4 separate regions of the Mus musculus genome follow, and all the other regions are linked to region 3. The links are chromatin contacts, called in public Hi-C and promoter capture Hi-C maps. All regions are on one chromosome and are shown on one strand. The core of a region is the stretch at or near the end of the contact, and the rest is flanking DNA. Distances in the headings are between cores, read along the strand shown.

Evidence for each region. Promoter capture Hi-C pulls out the DNA fragments that hold promoters and counts their contacts. Hi-C and Micro-C count contacts between places; a contact is called where the count stands out from the background.
Region 1: a Hi-C map of B cells shows a contact between it and region 3, with 5 read pairs. The contact joins the promoter of Pcyox1 here to the promoter of Wbp1 in region 3. A contact is called at or near these places in 1 of 39 promoter capture datasets (cranial neural crest) and 1 of 484 Hi-C or Micro-C datasets (B cells).
Region 2: a promoter capture Hi-C map of pre-B cells shows a contact between it and region 3, with 8 times the contacts expected there. The contact joins the promoter of Isy1 here to the promoter of Wbp1 in region 3. A contact is called at or near these places in 3 of 39 promoter capture datasets (cranial neural crest, liver and pre-B cells).
Region 4: a contact with region 3 is called in a promoter capture Hi-C map of pre-B cells. The contact joins the promoter of Snrpg here to the promoter of Wbp1 in region 3. A contact is called at or near these places in 2 of 39 promoter capture datasets (maxillary cranial neural crest and pre-B cells).

Annotation. Positions count from the first base shown.
Region 1 is chr6:86,395,844-86,398,543 of GRCm38.p6, reverse strand. Pcyox1 (prenylcysteine oxidase 1) reads left to right here and starts at 1,394. Exons shown (of 6, transcript NM_025823.4): 1 at 1,394-1,571; 2 at 2,424-2,630. The coding sequence starts at 1,460.
Region 2 is chr6:87,837,499-87,840,198 of GRCm38.p6, reverse strand. It overlaps Isy1 (ISY1 splicing factor homolog), which reads left to right and starts at 1,440. Exons shown (of 11, transcript NM_133934.4): 1 at 1,440-1,555. The coding sequence starts at 1,553.
Region 3 is chr6:83,120,039-83,122,738 of GRCm38.p6, reverse strand. Wbp1 (WW domain binding protein 1) reads left to right here and starts at 1,278. Exons shown (of 5, transcript NM_016757.2): 1 at 1,278-1,536; 2 at 1,863-1,967; 3 at 2,452-2,554; 4 at 2,695-2,700. The coding sequence starts at 1,468. It overlaps Ino80b (INO80 complex subunit B), which reads left to right. Exons shown (of 5, transcript NM_023547.2): 5 at 375-974. The coding sequence ends at 911.
Region 4 is chr6:86,370,188-86,372,928 of GRCm38.p6, reverse strand. Snrpg (small nuclear ribonucleoprotein polypeptide G) reads right to left here and starts at 1,389. Exons shown (of 4, transcript NM_026506.2): 1 at 1,315-1,389. The coding sequence starts at 1,346.

The DNA of each region.
Region 1 (2,700 bases), core at 145-2,644, 3.3 Mb before region 3:
GGGTCAGGCTTGTTATGTGAATTTCTTACTGGTGAAAGTTTGTGAAATCCCAGCACACAAGAGGTAGAAAGGGTTACTTGAGATTCTGTTTGAAAAAACAAAGATCTGTGGAAAAACCAAAACTACAAGATATTGACAGGTCTCAGCTGACTAGAAGTGAGAACACCTTGTTCTATAACATAGCACAGCTCTTCCTACATCTGGAGGAGAAGCCTGGCTCTTTAGACTGCCCAGGGCAGAGGAAGGCAGAAGCTGGAAACAAAGAGCTGACTGGTTTTGAAGTTATGCTCTTTGGGAAGGTTGAAGCATAGGGGACATCGTTCTCGGATCTGCTAACAGAGGCATGTCACCAGCTCCCTTTCCTATGAAGGTCAACCAGAAAATTTAGTTTCACCTCTGGTAGCACGCAGCTTCCGATGGGGATTCCCCATTGAGTTGGCATGCTGTCCATCCATCCAGCCCAGTAGCTCAGGCCAAACTAATGGCTTCCTAGGAATTTTACTTAAGATGTCTAAAATTGCCTTTGGTGATAAACCCACATCCCTCAGGTAGAGAAGGGAGGATCCCTTTGTCCTTGTGTGTATGTTTATTTTTATTTATGTGTTTGTGTGTGTTCTGGTGCCCTGGAAGGTCAGAGGAGGGTGACAGTTCCCCTGGCACTGCTGGCACAGGCAGTTGTAAGCCTCAGAAACAGAACTCAGTAGCACTCTTAGCCACTGAGTCATTTCTCCAGTGCTTAAAATTTTGTTATGCTTACAAGTGTGCCAGAGGAAGGTCCGGTGGAATAAATAGCAGGAAGTGCTCTTAACTACTGAGCCATGTCTCCAGCACCCCCACTCTCCCATACACACTCAGTGTTTTGTTTTTAGGCAATTGGAGGAAAGTAGACAGCATTTCTTGTTTTTGTGTCTTCTCTAGTGTCTTCAACTTGGAAACAGACCGTATGTGAGAGGCCACTTTGGTGTTCTAATTTTATTCGTATGGACGTGGGTCCCGTGTTTTGCTCCTCTTACTTCACAATACCCCATCTCTCTTCCTTTTCTTATCACGCAGCTGAGTCCCTGGAACAAAGTGCTCACTTTAGAAATGTTTGCGGCCGGTTTGCCTGGTTTAGACTGAGATTGGCCACGTGCATTCTCTACAAGCTCGCGATTTTGGGGACTGTAGAGGGCACTTGTGAAGAAGGATGCATCTTCAGGAGAGGCGGGAAAGGAGAGCTGAGGTGGCCCTCAACCTGCGCCTTGGATGTGGGCTTCTGGGACCAGAGTGTACTTCGGGGGCACAGAGGACCAGGATTAGATAACACAAAATCGGCGAGCCTGGGGAGCAAAGGACCTGGGTGGGACGAGTGGGCGTGGTCGTGTGCTCTGGGGCGTGGTCTGGGCGGGGCGAAAGCGCGCAGACGCATAGAGCAGGGTCTGCTGGCGGACCCGCGGTCAGTCTGCAGCTGCGGGAGGCCATGGGGCGCTTCGCCGCTGCATTGGTGGGCTCACTGTTCTGGCTGGGGCTGCTGCTATGTGGTCTGGGCAGTCTGGCGAGCGCCGAGCCCCGGGCCCCGCCGAACAGGATCGGTAGGTGCGGGGGATACAGAGGCGCGGCGATGCCTAGGTCGGTCTTCCCAGGGCTGGGTGGAGATCGGGGTCCGGAGACCGGGCCGTGCGCTCCGAGTCTGGAGGAGTGCCACTGGAGGCGTGTGCTAGCCAGGGACTCGGTATCCGTGCAGCTCCAGCCTGGGAGGCCCTCGGCTCTAGCAGCTGAACGCCCTCAAGAGCCCGCCTCTAGCTGTCCCTGGAGCTAAGTCTGTTTGTCCGGCCGATTGGGGCACGCAGACTCTGCACTGGGACCAGTCTCTCTTCCCCTACCTCCAGATCCCCTCCCCCGAGAAGGACTGGGACCGCCTCCCCGCACCTGCGCTCTGCTTACTGCAACTGCTGCAGCTAGCTGGAGAACCCGGTCTCTTCGTGGCTTTGGTTGCCTCGGGTTTTCATTCCTGGGTGTCTATTCCCATCTGAAGCTGTGTCTTTCGGGATCGTTAATGGTGTTGGGGCCATAGAGAGACAAAGAACAAAGCTGGGCGAAGATGGCGTCTGCTTTATTTAAAATGCGTGCTGGAGGGGCCCATTCATACTTCCCCAGGAATTGGGCACAGCAGGGTCCCTGGGTCCGGTGGTGCCTCCACAAAGACCTGGGAGAACCTTTGGGCATCTTTTGACCAACTGTCAGTTTGTAACTTCATCTATAGCACCTGTCTAGGTTCAGGGAGTCTGTCTTTAAAGAGAACCCCTTCCCTCAGGTTTCCCCAAGCTGTTAGTTTTAGTCTTGAGTAATGGCTATTATTGGTTAATGGCTTTTCAAAAACAAAAGCAACACTGATAGGAGGGGAAACAAACGGTTCCTCTTTTCCTTTCCCCCCCTCCGTATAGCAATAGTCGGTGCTGGAATCGGTGGTACTTCCTCCGCCTATTATCTAAGGAAGAAATTTGGGAAGGACGTGAAGATTGACGTGTTTGAGAGAGAAGAGGTCGGGGGCCGTTTGGCCACTTTGAAGGTGCAAGGTCATGACTACGAGGCAGGGGGTTCAGTCATTCACCCCCTAAATTTGCACATGAAGCGATTTGTCAAAGAGCTGGGTATGTGATTTCATAGCACTAAGCAACACTATGTGTGACTGGCCGTATGTGTTTTCCTAACACAGAGAAC
Region 2 (2,700 bases), core at 191-2,690, 4.7 Mb before region 3:
ATGCATACCAAAACAAATATTCTGGTTCCTGTCACCTACATCTGACTGCAAATGTCACTGGTTTTTAGCTCAATAAATGCCGTATACCTGAGCTTTGATGCAGTGTGCTTTGGGACAAGAGCCTGCCCACTAGTTGCCAACTAATAAGGGACTCTAATTTGGTCTTATATGCACGGTGGTAACATTCTTGCATGGACTATGACAGGGTACTCTCCTTAGTGTTGACTCAGTGGGAGAGCCCACCACCATTTCCAGAATCCATCTCTGCTAAGTGACTCACGTAGTCTCTAACTTCCCACTTGCTCCAGGTAGCTTTTTCTTCTCTGGACCTTACTCCGTATTTCATTTTCTTCTCATTACGTTTTTGTTTTTCGAGTCGTTTCGTGTGGCTATCCTGGAACTTAACTTTGTAGACTAGCTTCAAACTTCAAAGATATGCCTGCCTTCTGAGTCTTGGGATCCAAGCTGCCTTTTTCTTTAGTTTTTGAGGCAAGTTCTCACTATGCACCCCCGGCTCGCCTGGATTTCCTCTCTATGAAGACCAGGGTGTCCACCAGTTCACAGAAACTGGCCTCTTTTGCCATCAAAATGCTGGGATTGAAGGCATTAGCCAACAAGCCTGGCCTTATCTCTGTATTTTATTTTAATTAATTAATTAATTTGTTTTTTCGAGACAGGGTTTCTCTGTGTAGCCCTGGCTGTCCTGGAACTCACTTTGTAGACCAGGCTGGCCTCGAACTCAGAAATCCGCCTGCCACTGCCTCCTGAGTGCTAGGATTAAAGGCGTTCGCCACCACCGCATCTCTGTATTTTAAAAGATGTGGTCTCTGCCTTCTGGGAATGTGTGGAGAGAGAGCTGATTCCTTGGCTTAAATGTTTCTTTCACGATCACATCTGTCAGTTTCATGGAAACAGCCACCTTTAATAAAGAATAATGATAATTATACACGTTTCTTAAAAGGAGGACGATCATAGTCTCAGTCACTGTTCAGCTCCAGGTAAATGGCAGGCAGCGGTGAAGAAGCCTCCCAGGAAGACAGGTTCGCCCCAATGGCTATGGTTTGCCCCAGTGCCTGCGCCTGGCGGGTCCAGGCAGGTGACAGAACTCCACGCAGGGTCCCTAGGGGCTATGAACACTCAGTGCATTCAGAGAGGTGCAGTCATTTTCAAAAAGGTCATCTGCTGTCATAGAAGACTCAGGAAGGGCAGAGGCAGGCGAATCTTTGACCGCAGTTACCAGCAGAACGAAACCAAACGACAAATGACGCACACATTCCTGCCGCGCAAGCGTAGTCTTGCTGACTTAGGCGCGGGATGACGCACTGGACACGCGTCGGCGGGAAGCCGCCTACCGAAGCTCCACTGCAATTCTCTCCCCTCCCTCGTCCTCCCTCCCTCGCTTCCGGTCCTTAATTTCCGGTCCTTTCCATTTAGTCTTCCGACAAAAAGACCAGACTGTCCGCTGTTTTCCGTTCCCGCGTCTGCCTGCCTTGTTCCGGGCGCCTGAGCACGTTGCGTTGCAGAGCGGCGCCAGGGCGCCCTCGCCGGCACCATGGTGAGTGCGTTGGGGAAGGGATGGGGCTCACGGGGGACCCGAGGTCTGGGCCAGTGTGCGGCCTCGGGCTCCCTGGCCTATGCCGGGATTCTTTTCCCACCTGGCGTAGCTGTAAGAAATGGCAAGAAAACTGAGTTTGGGAGCTGTATTGCGTCTTGGTGGTTCAGTCTGGGTGAAGCACATTATGCGTAGAGACTGAACGGCCCGGGCGTTCTCAGGTTCCACGGATAGGACCTTTTAAAGGGCAGGGTCTCCACGCCTTTGCTTGCCTGAAACCGAGGACAGAATCTGACATTCTCTAGACGTGTGTGACATAACCGTGAGTGAATGAATAGGATGGGCTGATCTGTTGAGAGGTTGTGATTCTCGGTTTCATTCACTCAAGAAGCGTTTAATATGGAAGTATGAGATCAGACACAGTGTTGGTTCAAAGAGGCGCAGTTACTGTAGTAATTTCAAAGTAAAGTGTCCGTGGACCTCGAGAGATGGCCCAGTGATCAAAAACCACTTCACTTTGGTTCCCAGCACCCACATGGTTGCTTACAATCATCCAAAACTCTAGTTTTAGGGGATCCAACACCCACTTGTTAAGTGACACTAGACACTCATGTGGTGCACTTACATGCATACATGCAAAGCACTCATACACATACAAAAAATATTAAAAAATTAAAGGTAAAAATCCCCTTAAAAGTATACGGAGTGGCTTTCATACTTCTGAGATTTATTGATGTCTTTGAAATCTGTATAGTCTTATCTACAAAACCAGCCCATTTTGGTAGATATTTATCTATATGCATATACCAAATTATGTTTAAGGATCAGGTGTAAGTATATGCATAACCACGTGCAAAATATGGACACATTCAAATATATAGGCCTTCTTGTCAGTCTGTGCTTTATAATACTAAGTAGAAAAAAAACATTAATACACTTTGGGCGGGGTGGTATTTACACATACATAGGGGCAAACAGATACATACTCCTGTTAAATAAAACAGATGCATAAACATTTAAGGAAGCCATGGAATGCTTACAGAGGATGTTTTGGACACTACAGACTGTTGAGAACAGAAACCTAAAAAGGAGAGGAAACAGTGGTCTTGAACAGCTACTTCTGAAGGAGGGTGTGTCCTGTATTGATG
Region 3 (2,700 bases), core at 29-2,528:
ATCCAAGTTGATGTTTTTTCCTGAGATACTATTTAAAATAACAGCAACAACAAAAACCTACACAAGGGGCAGGCAGGGTACCATACTTTTGTTTCCTCCTTTGGACCTGAGTGAGAGGCAGGAACCCTGGGAAGAGAAGTGTGGTATTAAGGGTCCCTAAAGATGGGGACAGTGGCACAAGCATTTGATCCCAGCACCTAGGGAACAGAGGCAAGAGTGTGAGCTCCAGGCTGGCCTGGTCTACATAGTGACTTACAGGGCAGCCAAAGTTATATAGTGAGACCGCCTCGAAACAAAAACAAACGAAAATAGGGGTGGGTGACCCCAAAAACCTCGCCATTTGGTTCTCAGACATCCTCTGTCTCTTTCCCCAGCGAGCCCTCCTCCAGAAGGCGCGGAGCCAGCCGTCCCCGACTCTGCCTCTGCCAGTGGGTGGGGGCTGCCCTGCCCCTGCCCTCACCGAAGAGATGCTGCTGAAGCGTGAGGAGCGTGCACGGAAGCGGCGGCTGCAGGCGGCGAGGAGGGCCGAGGAGCACAAAAATCAGACAATTGAGCGCCTCACCAAGACGGCCGCTCCTAGCGGGCGTGGAGGGCGCGGGGCGGCGCGGGGCGAGCGGCGCGGAGGACGGGCTGCTGCCCCGGCCCCTGCACCCATGGTGCGCTACTGCAGCGGGGCACAGGGCTCCACCTTGTCTTTTCCTCCCGGCGTTCCCACACCCACGGCGGTGGCACAGCGGCCTGCCCCATCGGGCCCCGCTCCACGATGCTCTGTCCCCGGCTGCCCCCACCCGCGTCGTTATGCCTGCTCCCGCACCGGCCAGGCCCTTTGCAGCCTACAGTGCTACCGCATCAACCTGCAGCTACGGCTGGGAGGGCCCGAGGGCCCGGGGTCCCCACTCCTGGCCACCTAAGACCTCTCCCACGCCACATTCCTGCTGTCTCCCCCACCCTATTAAATTTCGTACAGTGCCTCAGCTTGTATCGAATTGCTGGAGTGGGAAGCCGGCGGAGTCTGAACCTGAGTGTGTAAAGTCATTCAGCCAATCGGCGAAAATTTTTGTGCTGAACGGCCGTTCATTGGCCGATAAGTCAAAGCTTGTTCTGTTGTCCGTACTGGCTATTGTTGCTGTCAGTCAGGCATTTGGTCGAGCCTTTCCCCTGTCTTTGTCTGTGTGAGTTCTTGTTGTCTGGGAGAGCGGCACAGGCGCCGCTGCGGATTGGGCAAAAGGAGAAACCTGTGACCGGTTCCTATTGGCTGATCTGTTAGTTAGCGATTCTGATTGGCTGGACTGAGCAACTGTGTCCTCTGGAGGTGCTCTCCCCGGCCGGGAGCTCCGGCCGCGGAGTGATGGTGGCACCGGTGGCGATGGGCCGGGCAGGGACCATGGAAGTGGCGGCAGAGGTGGCAGGGGCGGGGCAGCTGGCGGTGGAGGAGGCTGTGGTCTTCAGGGGTCTGTAGGTGGAGGCATGGCTCGGGCCAGCAGCAGGAACAGCAGCGAAGAGGCCTGGGGGTCACTTCAGGCGCCGCAACAGCAGGTATCCCAGCAGCTCTAAAAGCTTATCTCACTACAGCCATTTATTTCTCTTTCCCCTTTCCTGTCACTTCCTGTCCGGGGTGGGGGAGGAGCTCATGGAGCCAAAGGTACTCTGAAGTTCCTGAACATGACCATTCTACTCTTTGTCTAGACTTATTACGTAGATGCAGTTGACTTTACCTGCACCCTCTTAGACCCCATCTCATGGTTGCAATGCAAGCCTGCAGTGGCTCTCCAGTTACCAGAGGCGTAGTGAAACCCCCAGGGAGGTTCCCTCTGTCTTGCAGCAGTTATTTGTGATGTTTTTCTCTGTGCCTATTGTCACAGCAGAGTCCGGCAGCATCTTCTCTTGAGGGAGCAATTTGGAGACGAGCTGGAACCCAGACTCGCGCCCTGGATACCATCCTTTATCATCCACAGCAATCCCATCTGGTTGGGAGCACTGCTCTGGGTCTCACACTGTGCCTCCTCTACCCCAGGGAGCTTGAGACCCAGGGGTGGAAAAAAAAAACCATCTTGGGGGTGTGGGAGGCAGACCTTTGGGGTGGGAGATGTTGAAAGCTTTTTAGCTTTGGAAATGGCCTTAAATTCCTACCCATTGTCACACTATGTTTTGTTTCTTTTAAAACATTAGCCTACAAAAAACCACCCTTGGGGCCAGGCTTCTGTGAGAAAAGTATTGGGTTTAAAGAACTGATATCACTTTCTCTGTATTTACACTTTACTTTCTCACTAGTTTCTGGCATTTTAAATCTTCCATACTGATAGCCCTACATATAGACCCTCCTTTTAGCATCCCATGCCATCCTTCCAAGCTAGGTCGGCTCGTGGGTGGGACTGTATGTGCGTGCAGGAGGTGGGGGTGGACAGGGCCTTGGGTAGAAGCCCCTGGTTCTTAGTGCCTCCTTGCCTCCAGCTTCGAGAGCTGTGCCCAGGAGTGAATACCCAGCCCTACCTCTGTGAGACTGGTCATTGCTGTGGGGAGACTGGCTGCTGCACCTACTACTATGAACTCTGGTGTGAGTCTTCAAAGGGATCCATCTCAGGTTCCATGCCCATCCTCCCTTGGATTTCTGAACTCAGCTACCAAAGACCCTTCTCTGCTTAGGGCTGGAGTCTGGGGTGGTGGTCTGAGTTGTGCCCTCTTTGCCTCCTGCAGGGTTCT
Region 4 (2,741 bases), core at 140-2,639, 3.3 Mb before region 3:
ACAAACAGTGCAGAATAACTTCTTTTTAAAATGTCAGACTTATGGCTTAATACATCTTTATTATGTTGTGTTCTGCCTATAGGCCTGCAAGCCAGAATAGGGTACCAGATCCTATTACAGATGGTTGTGAGTCACCATGTGGTTGCTGGGAATTGAACTCAGGACCTCTAGGAAGAGAAGTCAGTGCTCTCAACCTCTGAGCCAACTCTCTAGGCCCGGTTTAACAGATTCAGATTCAAACAAAACTGCAGGGGTTTCACACAGAGGGCTTTGATTAAAATGTGCACTCAAATACAAAAATCAGCAAATGTTGTTATCTTTCCCCTGCATTGGGGTCTTGACAGAACTTTACAGTAGCAAACAGGCTATACACAAGACAGATTATTTTCTGGCTACACCAGAAAAGACCCAGTATTAATCTTGTATTGAGCAACCCAATGACTATGTGCATATGCGACAGGTTCAGGCCAGTCAGAAGTGTCTGAGACCAAAGGGTCTGTCTGATTTTACTGGGTACAGAATAAAATTCTTCAGAAATTAGCTCTTTACAAGTAGAAAATGGATGTCCTTCCATGGATTTATTGCCAGAGCAAGATATTACACAACGTTTAAATGTAACTTGAATACAAGGACAGTGTATCAGAAACCTAGTTCTTGGGGCTGCAGATGGCCCAGCGCTTATTGCTTGTCCAGAGGACACGAGTCCAGCTATTATTAACCACGCCAGAGGGCTCACAACCTCCTACAAGTTCTGTTTCTGCAGATCCAATGCCCGCTTTGGCCTCCGCAGGAGCTGCACCCACGTGCACAAACATATAACTAAACATGTCTCTGAGCACCAAAAAGGGGAAAAAAAAACCCCAAAACTAAACCTAGCTCTCTTGATGAACGCAAATGAACGCGCACATTTATTGAAACACAAAACGCTACCTCACCTTAAACTTTTTGAGACACAGTGTCTTTTTTTTTTTTAAGCCTAGGCTGGTCTGGAACTCGCGGTAATTCTCCTGCCTAAGCTTCCTGAATATTGGCCCCATAGATCACAGCCAATCACGTCCGACTCCAATCGATCATTTTAAGCCCACGAGTCTCCGGTTCCTCACAACCATGCACCTCGACCGCTGCCCTGGTCCCCAACCAGGTTGCCTTTGGCTGCCCGCCTAGGAGAGCCCCAGCTTTGGGAAGACAGAGGCACCGGCACTGCAGTAACCATGCCGACCGGACCTTAGCGCCACTTCCGGCTCCCGCGACCGTCGGGACCAGCGGCGGCAGCCCGAGCGAGACAGAAGTCTCGATAGGGCCGACTCTACTCACTTCTTCAGCTCGGGAGGGTGGGCTTTGCTCATGGCGACTCCTCTGCGGGCTCGGCACAACGGCGAAGGAGTGAGCAGGCTCAGAAACGCGCGCAAGGCAGGCTTGGCGCTGGTGTCTGACGTCACCGCCGCGCGAGCCAATCGCCTTCGGAGAACATTACCTTTCATCTCGCGATATTGATGGGGATGTCTGAACCTGCGGACCAGAGCCACGCTTCCGGTTGCGTCGCCAGTGACAGGCCACGACGGAGAGGCTGTGTTCGGCTAAGCTTCCTTTGTGTAAAATTGAAGTGGCAGGTCACTTTAAAAACAGACCCCTTCATTTATATTTTATGTATGAGTGCTCTACATGTACACCTGCGCGCCAGGGGAGGACCTCAGATCCTACTATAGATGCTTGTGAGCCACCATGTGGGTGCTGGAATTGAACTCCAGAGCTCTGGGAGAACAGCCAGTGGTTTTAACTGCTGAAGCGTCTCTCCAGCCTGTGTGTCACTTCTTTTCTTTCCTTTTCCCACTTACTACACTTTTTTTCTCTTTACATTTTTGTCATTTCCCCTGCCCCTTCCTCATTGTTTTTGACGTAATTCATGCTGGCTTCGAGTTCACTGTGTAGTCAACGCTGGCTTTGAACTGTTGCTTCCCGTGCTAGAATCAACGGCATCTGCACCACGCTGCCCTTAATTTCCTAAGCACATCCAGGCGAAGCCGAGGGCTCCTGAAGCACAGAATAGCTTGTCCGCATCAGTAGCAGGAAGGTGGCTAGGCGGATTCTCTTGAGGACGTGAATCCAGTGTCTGGGGTATTTCTGATTCATCAATTCTGCAATTCTAACGCTGCCTTCAGAACCCACTTAGCACACTACAGTCCATACATAAAAGCTGAGGAGTACCACACAAGTCCTGAGGTATTGAGCTTGCCCCTGCCTCCTGAGGGCTGGGAATAAAGGTGTGCACTCTCCCAGGGTGGTGGCACTGCCCTCAGTGCACTGGGCTCTCTCATGGTAGTCATTAATGACCCACAGACATGTCCAGAGACCTGTTAGATGGAAGCAGCTCTTCAATTGAGGTTCTCCTCATGATTAGTTTGTCATCAACAAAAAAATAGCACAAGAATGCTTAGCTATACACTCTCCCCACCACTTGCTGTGCTAGTTGAAACTAGAAAACGAACATGAATAATGATAGTCTTTAGCAAAGACTGACCTCAAAGCAGGAGGGAAATCCTCAGCTTGCCTTACAGTACTGAAATTACAGTATGCACCTTTTACAATTTAGTTATAATATGTAAGTACACTGTAGCTGTCTTCAGACACTCCAGAAGAGGGCGCCAGATCTCATTAGGATGGTTGTGAGCCACCATGTGGTTGCTGGGATTTGAACTCAGGACCTTCGGAAGAGTTTTCTTAACTGCTGAGCCATCTTTTCA